Linked DNA regions of Mus musculus: all the other regions are linked to region 3. Evidence: chromatin contacts called from public HiChIP or PLAC-seq and promoter capture Hi-C data. All regions are on one chromosome and are shown on one strand. The core of a region is the stretch at or near the end of the contact, and the rest is flanking DNA. Distances in the headings are between cores, read along the strand shown.

Region 1 (4,165 bases), core at 372-2,871, 760 kb after region 3:
GCCCCCAGATGGACCAGCTCTGGGTGGTAATGGGGATGTGAGCAGCTAAGGACACAAAGGAGACCAGCAAGCTAGCTTCCTACCCATGGGCAGATAGGAGTACTTGCTCTCAATGCCTATGGAACAGAAAGATAAGAGAAACTTAAAATGGGAACCTGGACAGATATGGAGATGCTGACAGCAAATGACAACATCTTGGGTCAAGGACCAAGGATATGCATGTTGTTATTATGATTATTTAACCTGACTTTTACCCAGGGGAATGCAAATGAAGTCAAAACCATAGCATTTTGCATATATCAACTGGCAAAGGCACCTAGTGAGAAAACAGTGCCAGAGAGAACAAAAGCCTGTCTGCAGCGAAGCCAGCAGAGACCTTTGCTCTCAGGACTGAGAAGATACAACATAAAGGAGCCATACAGAAGGATTTGGTTGAGTGAAGTGCGCCCCCCACCCCAAAACTCTTATTGATCAACTCCTTGGGTTTGTAGGTTTTTAGACCAGGCTGGCCTTGAACTCAAATCCGCCTGCCTCTGCCTCCCAAATGCTGGGATTAAAGGCGTGCACCACCACGCCCGGCTATCAATCAACTCTTTAACCAAGTAGAAATGGGACCGCTGATACTAAAGATGTACTGAAAACATGTATTAAAAGAAAACGTGGGATGGAGGTGGGGTGTTTCAGCCACAAGGCCCATTAACCAGCACTTGGGTGTTGGTAGATGAGTTCAAGTCCAGCCTCAAGAACAATTTGGAGTGTTTTTTTTTTTTTTTTTTGCCTTTACTTATGTGAATTTTCTATTCTACAGGGAATAAAACACGATTAATAGAGCCGATCATACTGGCACAAGTCTTTAATCTCAGCACTGGTGAGGCAGAGCAGCCTGGTTTACATAGTGAGTTCTAGGACTGCTGGAGTTACAAAATGAGACCCCGTCTCAAAACAAAACAAAAACAAAAAGCACAACAACAGAAGCAACAAAAAAGAACCATAATACGAATCACGAAATCATGTCATTCTCTTGCTTAAAACCCTTCAGGAGAAGTGCTCGGTGTGTAGGTTCTGGTCCAAGTTCCCTAGCTCTCTTTCCAAGTCTCCACCCATACCTTAGTCAGAAGGGTCGCTGGGGAGCCCAGTCTGCTTCATACCTCCGTTCCCTCGGCTAAGTACTCCCCTCACTACCGCCAGAATAGTAGCTAACTAAGCCCCAGCCTAACCAAGATAGCCTTGGCTTTAATCTGGCCCAGGATATCCCTCAACCCCAGGTCTACCCAGAGCCTCAACTCCACCCAGGACAGCAGCAGCACGGCCACCCGCCAGTGGACCGGGCTTTCCTCCCTCCCCCCGCGCGATATCGCCACGAGCCTGGGCACGAGGACCGACTCTGCACCCCGGGCCCAAGCAGCAACCAGACTGGCGCCGAGGGGCCCGGACTCCAGAATGTGAGCGTGGGTTCCCCCGCGTGGCTCTCCGGGCCCGGTCCGACCTGGCCTCACCTTGATGCTGTCCACATAACGGACTTCCACGGAACCCCGGGCACGGTCCGCCACGCCCACGCAGAAGGAGAACACGTCGCACATGGAGGCCGCCATCTTGGGCACGCCTCTGCCTTCTGACCCTTGACCCCGTCCCGGGAGGCCCCGCCCACAGAGCCAGCGAGCGCTCCCTTCCCCACCTTACCCCGCCCTGGGACGTGGCTAGCAATTCAAGGCTTTTGGTGTCTTGGTTGCTTGATTGGGTGGAACCTGGCCTGACTTTGTGCTTGGACTTCTGGTAGACTGTGTCTGACTCGGTAGCTTATGTCGGATGGACAGCATGAATGACGGCTGATGGAGTAGCTCAGGGGAAGACCCCCTACTCCCCACCCCCCACCCTCCAGCCTATCCTAGCTGTGTTCTTAAGTGTCCATAGTTGCTCTTCCCACTGTCTGGTGTTTGAGACAGGGTCTCACTATGTATCCCAGGCTGGCCAAAAGTTTGCAGCCCTCTTCCTGCTTAAGCAGCCCCTCGTCATTACCTCCAACACCGAACAAAGTTTTTAGACCCAGAGAAGACTGTCTTATTTTTGCTTTGACCCTCCATCCTGGTTGGATGCTGGGCTCACTCGGTTTAAAATTTTTCCCTCCCTCTGGTGGCAACATTTTTATTCTATGTTTGGGAGAGATTTGCTTTGAACACATGAGTGCAGAACTTTGAGCCACAACACTGCTTAAAACCAGCATTCCGACTATGCCTATAACCTCTGCATTCAGGAGGTGAGGGCAGGGAGGACCAGAAGTTCAAGGTCAACCCTCAACTACGTAGTGAGTACATGAAACCTGTCTGAAAGAGAAATGCACGTGATACTCTAGCCGAGGATCCTGGTTTGGTTTCCAATACTGGTTTCCAACTATCTGTAACTCCAGTTCTGGGGGCTCTGATGACCCCTCTTCCAACCTCCTCAGGCACCAGGCAGGCACATAGATACATAAAGGCAAATCAATCACATGCATAAAGTTAAAAAAGAAAAAGAAGAAAAAATGATTTCCTTTTTCTATAAATAACTAGGTTGGATCAGTGCCTCAGAGTAGTTGGGGACTTTCTTGACATTGCAGAGTGTGGTTTATGGAGCAGTAATAAATGGACCTCACATATGAGGACCCCTTAAGTAGACACAAAAAATGAATGTACACGAGGCTGGGAGAGAGGACAGGTCTATTTCTGCAACTAGACCTGACTACTATACCTTTTATTGTTTTGTGTCCCAGTTGACTATTCCAGTTGACAGGGGACCTGTGTCTGCTCTGCTATCGTTTCATAGTGACTTTAGGGGGTGGGGGAGATAACTTAGTAATTGTTTAGTAAGTGATTGAGTTTTTGTCTTTTTTTTTTTAAGACAAGTTCTCTCTTGGTGGGGAGGGGGGCATTGCATTTGATACAATGTTTCTCTGTGTAGCCTTGACTGTCCTGGAACTCACTCTGAACAGGCGGCGGAACTCAAACTCAATAAAGCTCTGCCTCCCTAGTGCTGGGATCAAAGGCATATACCACCACCACCACCACCACCAATGCCCACAAAGCTCTATGTGGACCAGGCTGGCCTCAAACTCAGAGATCCACCTGCCTCTGACTCCTAAATTTGACTTTTTGTTTTTCGAGACAGGGTTTTTCTGTGTAGCCCTGGCTGTCCTGGAACTCACTCTGCAGACCAGGCTGGCCTTGAACTCAGAAATCTGCCTGCCTCTGCCTCCCAAGTGCTGGGATTATAGGCGTGCGCCACCACTGCCCAGCAGTGACTTTTTTTTTTAAGTGAGCCAATTGTGGCTGTGTTTGCCACATAGCACGAGGACCTGGGTTTGATCCCCAGCGCCCACATAACAGGATATCAATCCTAGGGTCGAGGTGGTAGAGGCAGGGTGACACCATGGGCTCCCCAGCCAACTAGCCTAGTCAAGTGGGCTAGCTCTATGTTCAACAGAAGAGCCTGACTCAAAAGGAAAAGAAAAGAAGGTAATTAAGACCCTCTGGCCTCTGATGAACATGAATGGGTGTGCACACACACAATGGACCAGTTGTTCCTGAAGGAGATAGACAACTATGGCTGAATTCCTCTGGTGAATAGGACTTCTGAGCCCAGCCTTCAGAAGGATTTCCCAGAGATATGAAAAAAAAGTTTCAGGGTTCCCCCTCTTTTTGTTATTGTCTTCATACATTTTATTTATTTTTTACCTGTGTGAATGTTTGGCTGTATGTGCCTGGTGTCTGCATAAGTCAGAAAAGGGCTTTGGGTCCCCTGAACTGGATAAGCCACCACATAGATACTAGGAATCAAACCAAGGTCCTCTGCAAGATCAAGTGCTCTTAAATGCTCAGCAATCTCTCCAGTTTTTATACGTGTTTTTTCTTACAGCTATTCTGTGAGTGTGTCTGTGTGTGGGTGTGTGCACGGGGGGAGACGATTTTCTCGCTCCATCATGGAGGTTCCAGGGATCAAATTCAGATCTTCCGTTTGGCAGCAAGGATCTGTACCTGTTAGGCCTTCTCCCAGCCCTTGTTTTTGAGACAGCATCTGGCTATTTACTCTGGGCTTACCTCAGACTCACTATGATAGCTCTGGCTGACTCCATCCTTCTGCCTTAGCCTACCTGGTGCTAAGACTACAGGTGTGTACTGTACTGTCCAGCTCC
Region 2 (4,381 bases), core at 150-2,649, 740 kb after region 3:
TTTCTCCCATATGGCCCTTTCAACTTTTGACATTCTGTCTTGTGCTTCACAACCAGGCTACAGCACACAGCACCAAAAAACCAGGCCCTGCTTTGCACCTCCACCGCCAATAAAATACCTACTGGTTTGTGTTAAAGAAGCAGAGGGGAAGTGGTATGGAAACTCAGGCACTGTCCTAGAGATGCCCAGGAAGGCAGCTCTACCAGAGACCTTAGATGGACTGTAGCAACACACAAAAATCGTGTTTGTCTTACCTTACAAAGTGACATACTGATTCCGCACAGCAATGCCCTCATACCCACTCCAAAATGCCTTCATGTGACTCAATCCTAGTCACACCTCAGAGAAATTTTTGTCTTTTTCTTTTAGCACTGGCTCAGAAGAGTCCCCATCCCTTGCAGGGGGCTTTCTTTGCACTACCATTCTAGAAACTATGAGACCGCAGAATGCTGTTTGTTAAAGGCCTGCTTAGAGCCTGCACTGGTTAGTTCTCTATCAACGTAATGAAAGCCAGGATCATCTGGGAAGAGGAACAACAACTGAGAAAATGCCACCATCAAATTGGCCTATGGACATAGACATGAGATACTCTCTTGATTAATGATTAATGTTGGAGGACACAGCCTACTGGGGATGGTACTAGGTGATCCTGCATTGTTTAAGAAAGGAGACTGACAGGCAGTGGTGGTGCACGCCTTTAATCCAAGCACTTGGGAGGCAGAGGCAGGTGGATTTCTGAGTTCGAGGCCAGCCTGGTCTACAGAGTGAGTTTTAGGACAGCCAAGGCCCTTTCTCAAAAAAACAAAAAACAAACAAACAAATTAAGAAAGGAGACTTGAGGGGGCAGGAGAGATGGCTCAGTGGTTAAGACCACTGGCTGCTCTTCCAGGTTATGGGTTCAATTCTCAGCACCCACATGGGGGCTCACTACTATCTATACCTATGTGGGATCCAATGTCTTCTTCTGGTGTGACGACAGACATGCAGACAAAAGACCCACACACATGATATTAATAAATCTTTAAAAAAAAGAGAGAGAGGCTGAGCCAGGTTGTATTGTGAGGCAGAGGCATGTGATCTACAGAGTGAGTTCTGGGACAGAGAAACTCTCCTAAAACAAAAACAAACAAGAAAGGAAGGAAAGAAGGGTAGGTAGGACAGTCTGGAGTGTTCCTCCATGCCCTCTGTTTCAGTTCCTGTAATGTACACTACCCTTCATGGTGGACTGGAAGCTGGAAGCTGCTCTTCCCAAGTTGCTTTGGTCATTGTGGTGGTGTGAATGAGAATTCCCCCCTCCCCATGCCCTCCTATGTTTGAATGCTTTGTCCTCAGCTAGTGAACTGTTTGGGAAAGGTTACAAGGTTTGTGTCACTGGCTTTAAGGTTTCAAAAGTCCACAGCAGGTCCAGTGTTTGTACGACTCTGTCTCTGCCTGTTGCCTGTGGGTCTGGATGTAGCTCTCTGCTACTTCTCCAGTGCCATGCCGGCCTACCTTCCGCGGCCACCACTCCTCACCATGATGATAATGAACCCTCTAAAACTATAAGAAAACTCCCAAATAAATGCTGCCTTCTATAAATTACCTTTGTTGTTGTGACTTTTGACAGCAACAGAACAGTAACTAAGACAATCCCAGTGTTTACTCATAGCAACAGAAACAACCAGATTAGGTATCTTTCCCCTGGTGTTGAGGATAGCAGATAGCAGCTGGCAAACAAGAGCTCCCTATTTATCTAAACCTGGCCTTCAGAATTAAATGGTCATCTCCTCAGTATTGGCCTAACTCTGCATGTCAAACAGAAGTAGTTAGGGGGACATCATCTCAGCATATTTTTGGTCACTTCTTTGTTAGTAGCTACAATTGCTTTTTACTTTTTATAACACAGTGCAAAAGACATTGAAAGCCATTGTTCCTTTCTTTGCTCATGCCTCTCAAATGCCTCTAGCTTATGTCAAGCTGATATAAAACTAGCCAGGACCATTGTAGATGCTAAATGCATATTACAGCACTCTAGGCTAGCAAGGGTAAAACCTCTCAGCAGAGCTGCAAATGGGCAGTAAGTCCCCCAGCACCAATAAGAAAGCCAAGTGAAGTGTGAAAGCATCACAAAAAAATTATGCCTTTGTGCACAGGCAGCAGACACCCCAAGGGGCCTAGATAACAGTTTTCAGGCAAAAGATTACATGTCTACCAACTGGCTCAGGAGAGAGCCATCCTAAGATGGGAAACTGAAGCAAAAGAGGGGCACTGTTCAGAAAAATATCCCATAGAAGACGTCTGGGCAGCATGGTAGACTTGAGCAAGCAACATAGTGAGCAATATTGAAGAGTGCACACACTTTCTATCATGGGCTATGGAAGTCACTGCATTAAAACATGCTCAGACTGAGTGCTCCAAGTCTAATACAATCACTGTCATGAGGAAATGGTAGCTGCCTTTGCTTAGAATTACACAGAAATAGACCCTGCTCCAGCTGCAAGTCCCCACATACCCATGGCCAGCCAACTTACTCTACCTCTCTTGATACCTATAATAATTTGTTGCGTACTGCAGCCTGAGACTCCACTGTCAGAGAGGACTATAGGTAGGGGCTTCAGAGAGAGCTGCCTAGGTTTCTGCAATCATGTAGATTGCCCGCTGGATGTCTCTGTGAGCGGTATATAGGCTGGACAGAGTGCTAAGGCTTTAGAAGTGGGAAGGATGGGCAGAAACTTGGAGCTCCCACTGTGCTGAGAATTCACTTTTCATGGCACCTCATTTCCTGTGTGGAATCACAAATCTTAAAGTACTTTGCTAAGTGCAGGCCTCCTTTGCTTTCTTCTCTTTGGCCCATTTTCCTTTCTCCTGATGCTGAAGCCTTCCTTGGCTCTGTTCCCCCAAGAAGTTCCATTCTATGCAGACACCATGGTGGGGGCTGTAATATCTCCTCCCTGCCTCTCAACTCCAGTGGATGTTAGAGCTAGAAATGACCTTGGTGAGAGTCTCTGCTTCCAGCTTTCTTTTTTCTTTTTTAAAGGATAGGCTAAATCTACAGAATTGGACTACATTTTTTTTTTTTGTGAAATGTCATCTTAAAATAAAAATGTATAACCATTGAGAAAACAGAATCTATTCAGATTTTTGTTAGATTATTTCATAAACATTTTTTGAACCAACTGCTTATCTGTCAAAATTCTCTGGAGCAGCATTTCTTATTGTATCCCAGACCCACTGAAGCAGGAGCTGAACTTCAGAAATAGCCCAAGTGGATTTACACATACTCTAAAGCTTGAAAACACTACAGGTCATATATGCAAAACCAAAAGGCCCCCAACTGAATTTAGGCTAGTAAATAGTGTACATTTACCAGATCTCAGACAAGTTAGGAGCATGGTTTCAATGCAACATAACTGACAGGAATAAGGGATCCAATAAGGCACAGTTGTGGGCAAAAGACATTAATTACTTGTAGTTGGGGAGATGGCTCAGCAATTAAAAGTGCTGGCTGCTCTTCTAGAAGACTAGGGTTTGAATTCCATTACCCAGCTCTCAATCACCTGTAACTTCTCTAGACTCCATAGGCACCCAAATACACTACTGATGCACAGACCTACAGGCAGCCAAAACAACTAAAATAAAATTTAAAAAGAAAATTGTCCTAAATAAGACATTAGTAGTCCAGTGAGATAAAAATTAAAACACACTTAGCAGCACACACCATATCCTAACTTGATTAAAGGGCCATTGACCTTTACTGAATGGAAAACAACCAGGATGCTGGCCTCAAATTGTATGCAGAAGTCATATTATCTACAAGGTATAAGCCAATAAAGGCCTATTTGTTTTTCCAAAGAAAAATGACCAGTTATAGGCAAACAGGCTTTTAAATCAAAGAAATATTAAAAGCAGTAGTAAATGAAGTTGTATTGGTCTAAGAAAAAGTATCAAGCCAGGCAGTGATGACGCACACCTTTGATCCCAGCACTTGGGAGGCAGAGGCAAGGGGATTTCTGAGTTCGAGGCCAGCCTGGCCTACAGAGTAAGTTCCAGGACAGCAGGGCTATTCAGAGAAGCCTTGTCTAGAAAAAGAAAAAGAAATAGAAAAAGAAAAGGTATCAAGAGTGAAATGTAAAAATAGATTTGAGGCTGGAGTAACAGCTCAGCAGTTAAGGAGGCTTCCTGTCCTCCCTGAGGATAAAGTTTGGTTTGGAACATCACAACTATCTGTAACTCCATCTCCAAGACTGAATCCACTGCCCTTTTCTGGCCTCCACACATGTCCACATGAATATGAATACATACACACACACACACACTGAAACAAAAGGTTTGAATATGCTGGAGAGCATGCATCAGTCTACTAAGACTGGTTATGTATAAAAGAGGTAAGAGAAGAACTATA
Region 3 (4,273 bases), core at 476-2,975:
TTCTGAGGGGAGGTGCGGGGAGGGAAAGAAACATTTGGATGGGGAATAACCTGCAGGCTTCCCACCGGCTGCGAATTTCACAGCTTTAAATTATGAAGCTTTCATATATGAAGTGAAAGCCGACCATAGAATACACCCAAAAGGCAGCTCTAACAATAAGTGAGGAAATCTGCCCATAACTCACTTCAGGTGAGGGCAAAGCTGGGAACATCTCAACGTGTCCCCTCCTGCAGCAGAAGGAGCCTTTTTAATGCAGGATTGCCAGAGAACTGTGGATGCTTCCTCACTGTGACAGGCTGCTACTCTGGGCACATTTTAGGGAGGGGAGTTATAAACACCTTCTGGGGTCTATTGTCAATAGCGGGGGGTGGGGGGGGTGGGGGACGATTGCAAACATCTTACTTTCTAAGGCTTTAATTATTAATAGTTAATTAGAACCAGGTTCTCAGTTTCAAACTCGCTATATATGGCTGAGGGTAGTAGTATGATTCTATTGTTTCTACCTTCTGAGCACTGGGGTCACGAGCCCGGCGGGGAATCCTACCCAGGGTTTGGTGCCTGAAATACTCTGGCCACTGACTTACAGCTTCAGCCCTCTTACAGGGTTTTAAATGCTGAAAACATCAGACAGAAAGATTCACAAGGCGGCAGCAGTGACTGGGACACCCGGGTACTTCAGTCCACTCTGTCAAACAGACTCTGCACCAGGTAGCTGAGAGTAGCAACACACACTTGCGAGCTTCGAGCTTCGCAGCGGCCGTTCCTCCCACCACCCAGACACCAGGGGATTAGAGGGGGACGATTGTCCCCTCCCCCACTCGCGTTTATGTCCAAGAACCAACTCTGAGGAAACTGGTTATACTCAGGTGTTACTCCCGCCTCCTCTGACAGGGACACCAAGACTCCCATGTAAGCTCATTAACAGGACAATTAATCCGCACCAAAAAAAAAATTAAAAAATTAAAAGAAAATAAAATCACAAACCCACCCAACACCTAGGAGAGCTTCAAGTCGAAGGCTAAGGGTACGGATGCGCAACGCATGCTCCCGCCCCCAGGGACTCGAAAGGGGCTCAGGCCAGGGCCACCTAGGGGTCGCACTGGGACAACCTGCGCTTAGGCGGCTTTGAAGAAGCCCGGCTCGGCGACCAGCAGGTAGGCAGGAGGGCGTGGGCACCGGCGAGCCGACGACGCGCAGAGTAAAGTTCAGGCCGGATCTCACCTCCCGGCGGCCACCTCGCTAAGACTGTCCCCCACTTCACAGTTCTTGGTGACTCCCGGTGGCTCGCACGCTCCCACCCACTCCAAACACCCGCCTCTCTTCTGTTCTCCCAAGCGGACTCAAGAGAAACGCAGAGATCAGGCTGGAGCGGCCCGGGAACATCGGGTGTTGCCTACATACCCAGCGCTAGCAGAGCGAGCTGTCCGGTCGCGGGGACCATCTTCCGAGCGCAGGGTGCTGCAGCCACCGCGCTCCCTGCGGTTGGCGAGTAGCCGCGCGCCGCCGCGGTGTGCGCGGGGGAAAAAGGCGCAGGCGACAGGGCCGGCCCCCCGGCGCGCGGGCGGAGGGACGACCGCGCCTCCCGGTGGCACTGGCCGGCGCGCTGCCCGCGGCGGAAACGGGAAAGAGGTGGAGGTTCCCGCCACCTCTCTGCCTTAGGCGACCGGGGAGAGGCGGACCACCCTCCCGCGATGGGGCGCCCCCGAAGGCGCAGGGGTGGGGACTGGAAGCCGGGGGCGGGGACCTGCGCCCCGATCGCGACAGCCAGTCACCACCCTGGGCCAAGGGCCAGGCAGGAAGCGCCTGGCTTCAGACACCTCCCTGCAGTGCTTGCGCCCAGGGTCGCCGCCCGAGTCCCCTGCGTAGTAGCCGCGTCCAGGCTGTAGGCGGCGGAGCGGAGTCGCTCAGGATCCAGTCACCTGTGCTAGGGGCTTCTCCAAGACACGCTTGAGCAGGAGACTGGAGACCCAGGAGCTTGGCCAGTTACCTGGCAAGGTCTGACTCAAGAAAAGCGCTCTCTTCATAGTCAGCCAAACACTCATTAAAGTCGAATTTCCACCTGTGTCCCCATCCTTGCTGGCCCCACTCTGAGTCTCCAGATACATTGTGAAGATCAGGGAATCTCTGTGTACCATGAACTTAATCTCGCATCAACCCTACTGTTCCACTGCTTCGGGGAAGCAGGAGCCGGAACAAGAGCTGGCTTTGTTACAATTAAGTGCAGAACTAAGGAGAAGCTGGTGGTGGGGGTCAGCTAGATGGCCCATTCAGGGGTTGTGTCTTTGAGATGGCCCCTGAATATGAACTATGAGAGGGAAACACAAGAAGGGAAGACTTCTTTTGGATAGAGAATGAATGGCCTGTGGGAGTTTGGGGATGTGTGTGTGTGCACATCCATAGGGGACAGTAACTCCAGAGAGACCACGACTAGGCATAGAGTAATCAGACTGACCCCTCTCCTGCTTCCTGCTGCCTAGCTGCTCGAGAGAAGACCCACTCTCCTAGCAGGTGGGGCGTTGGTCGGGTGTGTTGGACTTGGGATTCTCTTGCTGTCTCTTTAGCTGGATGCTCAAAGTTTCAGAGTTGAAAATTCCAGTTTATTGTAAGAACAAAGGACCTCGTCGATTCCAAAAGAAGGCCCAAGCGATTGGCCCTAATGTGTGGGTACTGTGTTAATTAACCAGCTTTCTGTTGCTGAGACAAAATGCACGCGGTAAGCAACTTAAAAGGAGATTTGGTTTTCTGTTCTAGTTCATGCTCCCTTGGCCAGTCTTGTAGCTTTGGGTCTGTGAAGGGGAAGGACACAATAGTGGGGAGCATGCGTCTCAGCTCAAAAGCAGGGGAGTGGGTCCCAATATCCCCTCCAAGGGTACACTCCCAGTGTTCTAACTTCCTCCAATAGGGCCCCACCTACTGAAGTCTCCACCATCTCTCTCTAGCGCCACCCACTGGGGGCCCAACCAAGCAGCAAAATGAGCTTTTAGGGGAGGAAAAAAAAACCCCTCCCAAACCAAAAAAACCAAACAAGCCAAACAACAACAAACAACAAACAACAAAATGGCGTTAAGTCCAAGCATCCTTTTGTCTTAATTGATTGATTAATGTTTTTGGAGACAGGATCTCACTATGTAGTCTCATCTGGCTTTGAACTCACAGAAATCTACCTGATTCTACCTCCAGAGTGACAAGATTTGAGACCTGTAGAGCCACACCAAGCTCCAAGTTCCCCCCCCCCCTTTTTTTTTTGAAAAAAAAAAAAGTTTATATTGCTTGTATAAGTTTTTTGATGGTATATGGTACATGTGTGTCTGGAGTCTGATCCTCCAGAACTATATAGGACCTGCTCCTCTGGCTCCTGACCCCCTGGAGCTGGTAACATATGATTACATACTACCAAGTGCTGGGAGCTGCTGCAAGATAACACGGGCTCTCACCCACCGAGCCATCTCTCCAGTCCCACCATAAGAGGAACAGTTAAGACCTGCACCATAACAGATGGGATGGTCCAATACAAAGCGGTGTGAGTTTATATAGAAAGCCATCCCTTCCCTACACTGACTAGAAACTATTGTACTTCCTTCTTTATGCTTGTGACTGGCTAGTGAGGGTCCCCAGACAGTCATTTTCTCCATCCATTGCATAGAACTTTCCTATGGCCTTCAGCACGAGGGCTCACTTCCTTCAGTTTGACCTGGTCCTGTCCTGGGGCTTGCCTGTTCCCTTGGCTACAAGAGGCAAGGAATCAGGGCTGGGGACTGGAACACGTGCAGAGCAGCGGCTGAGGTTGGCTGCCAGCTGTCTGGGAATCAGATGTCCTGGTCCTCTGCCCACTGCCCACACACTGTTGAGGCTGGCAGAACCAAGCAAGTGGGCTGGTCCCCTGAAGGGCTAGAAAATATTTTAATCAGAAGATAATTTGTGGGGCTGTAGAGATGGCTCAGAGGTTAAGAGCAGTTGCTACTTTTGCAGAGGACTAAATATGTACAGTGGGAATTCTAGTACTCAACGTGGTGGTTCAAAACCATCCATAACTCCAGTTCCAGGAAACCCGGTGCCCTCTTCTGACCTCAATGGGCACTAAGCATACGCATGATACACGTACACACATACAGGTAAACACCCACATATTTTGCCAGCTTGCAAACTAGAAAGTACACAACTCCAAGTACATTCTTTCTTTCTGTCTCCACCTCTTCCTCCACTCTGTCCCTGCCTCACTGCCTCCCCCTCACACCTTCTTCTCTTCCCCTCTCTGTCTGTCTATCTTTTTTAG

What was found. Promoter capture Hi-C pulls out the DNA fragments that hold promoters and counts their contacts. HiChIP or PLAC-seq counts read pairs in DNA pulled down with a chosen protein or histone mark.
Region 1: a contact with region 3 is called in an H3K4me3 HiChIP or PLAC-seq map of bone marrow-derived macrophages, with 6 times the contacts expected there. The contact joins the promoter of Smyd5 here to the promoter of Tgfa in region 3. A contact is called at or near these places in 2 of 115 datasets of contacts at active chromatin or transcription factors (bone marrow-derived macrophages and pancreatic cancer cells).
Region 2: a contact with region 3 is called in a promoter capture Hi-C map of liver, with 4 times the contacts expected there. The contact joins the enhancer-like site here to the promoter of Tgfa in region 3. A contact is called at or near these places in 3 of 39 promoter capture datasets (liver, pre-B cells and stem cell-derived epiblast-like cells) and 2 of 115 datasets of contacts at active chromatin or transcription factors (large pre-B cells and pancreatic cancer cells).

The regions. Positions count from the first base shown.
Region 1 is chr6:85,429,432-85,433,596 of GRCm38.p6, reverse strand. It overlaps Smyd5 (SET and MYND domain containing 5), which reads right to left and starts at 1,621. Exons shown (of 13, transcript NM_144918.2): 1 at 1,497-1,621. The coding sequence starts at 1,592.
Region 2 is chr6:85,454,534-85,458,914 of GRCm38.p6, reverse strand. All of the region lies in intron 1 of Cct7 (chaperonin containing Tcp1, subunit 7 (eta)), which reads right to left. Among named protein-coding and RNA genes, the nearest start is that of Cct7, 5.2 kb to the right of the region's middle. Within about 2 kb of position 1,399, at least 19 of the 459 cell types and tissues checked have an H3K27ac peak or open chromatin away from gene starts, as enhancers often do. A contact at or near this core is called in liver, where this site is marked.
Region 3 is chr6:86,192,674-86,196,946 of GRCm38.p6, reverse strand. Tgfa (transforming growth factor alpha) reads right to left here and starts at 1,725. Exons shown (of 6, transcript NM_031199.5): 1 at 1,402-1,725. The coding sequence starts at 1,441.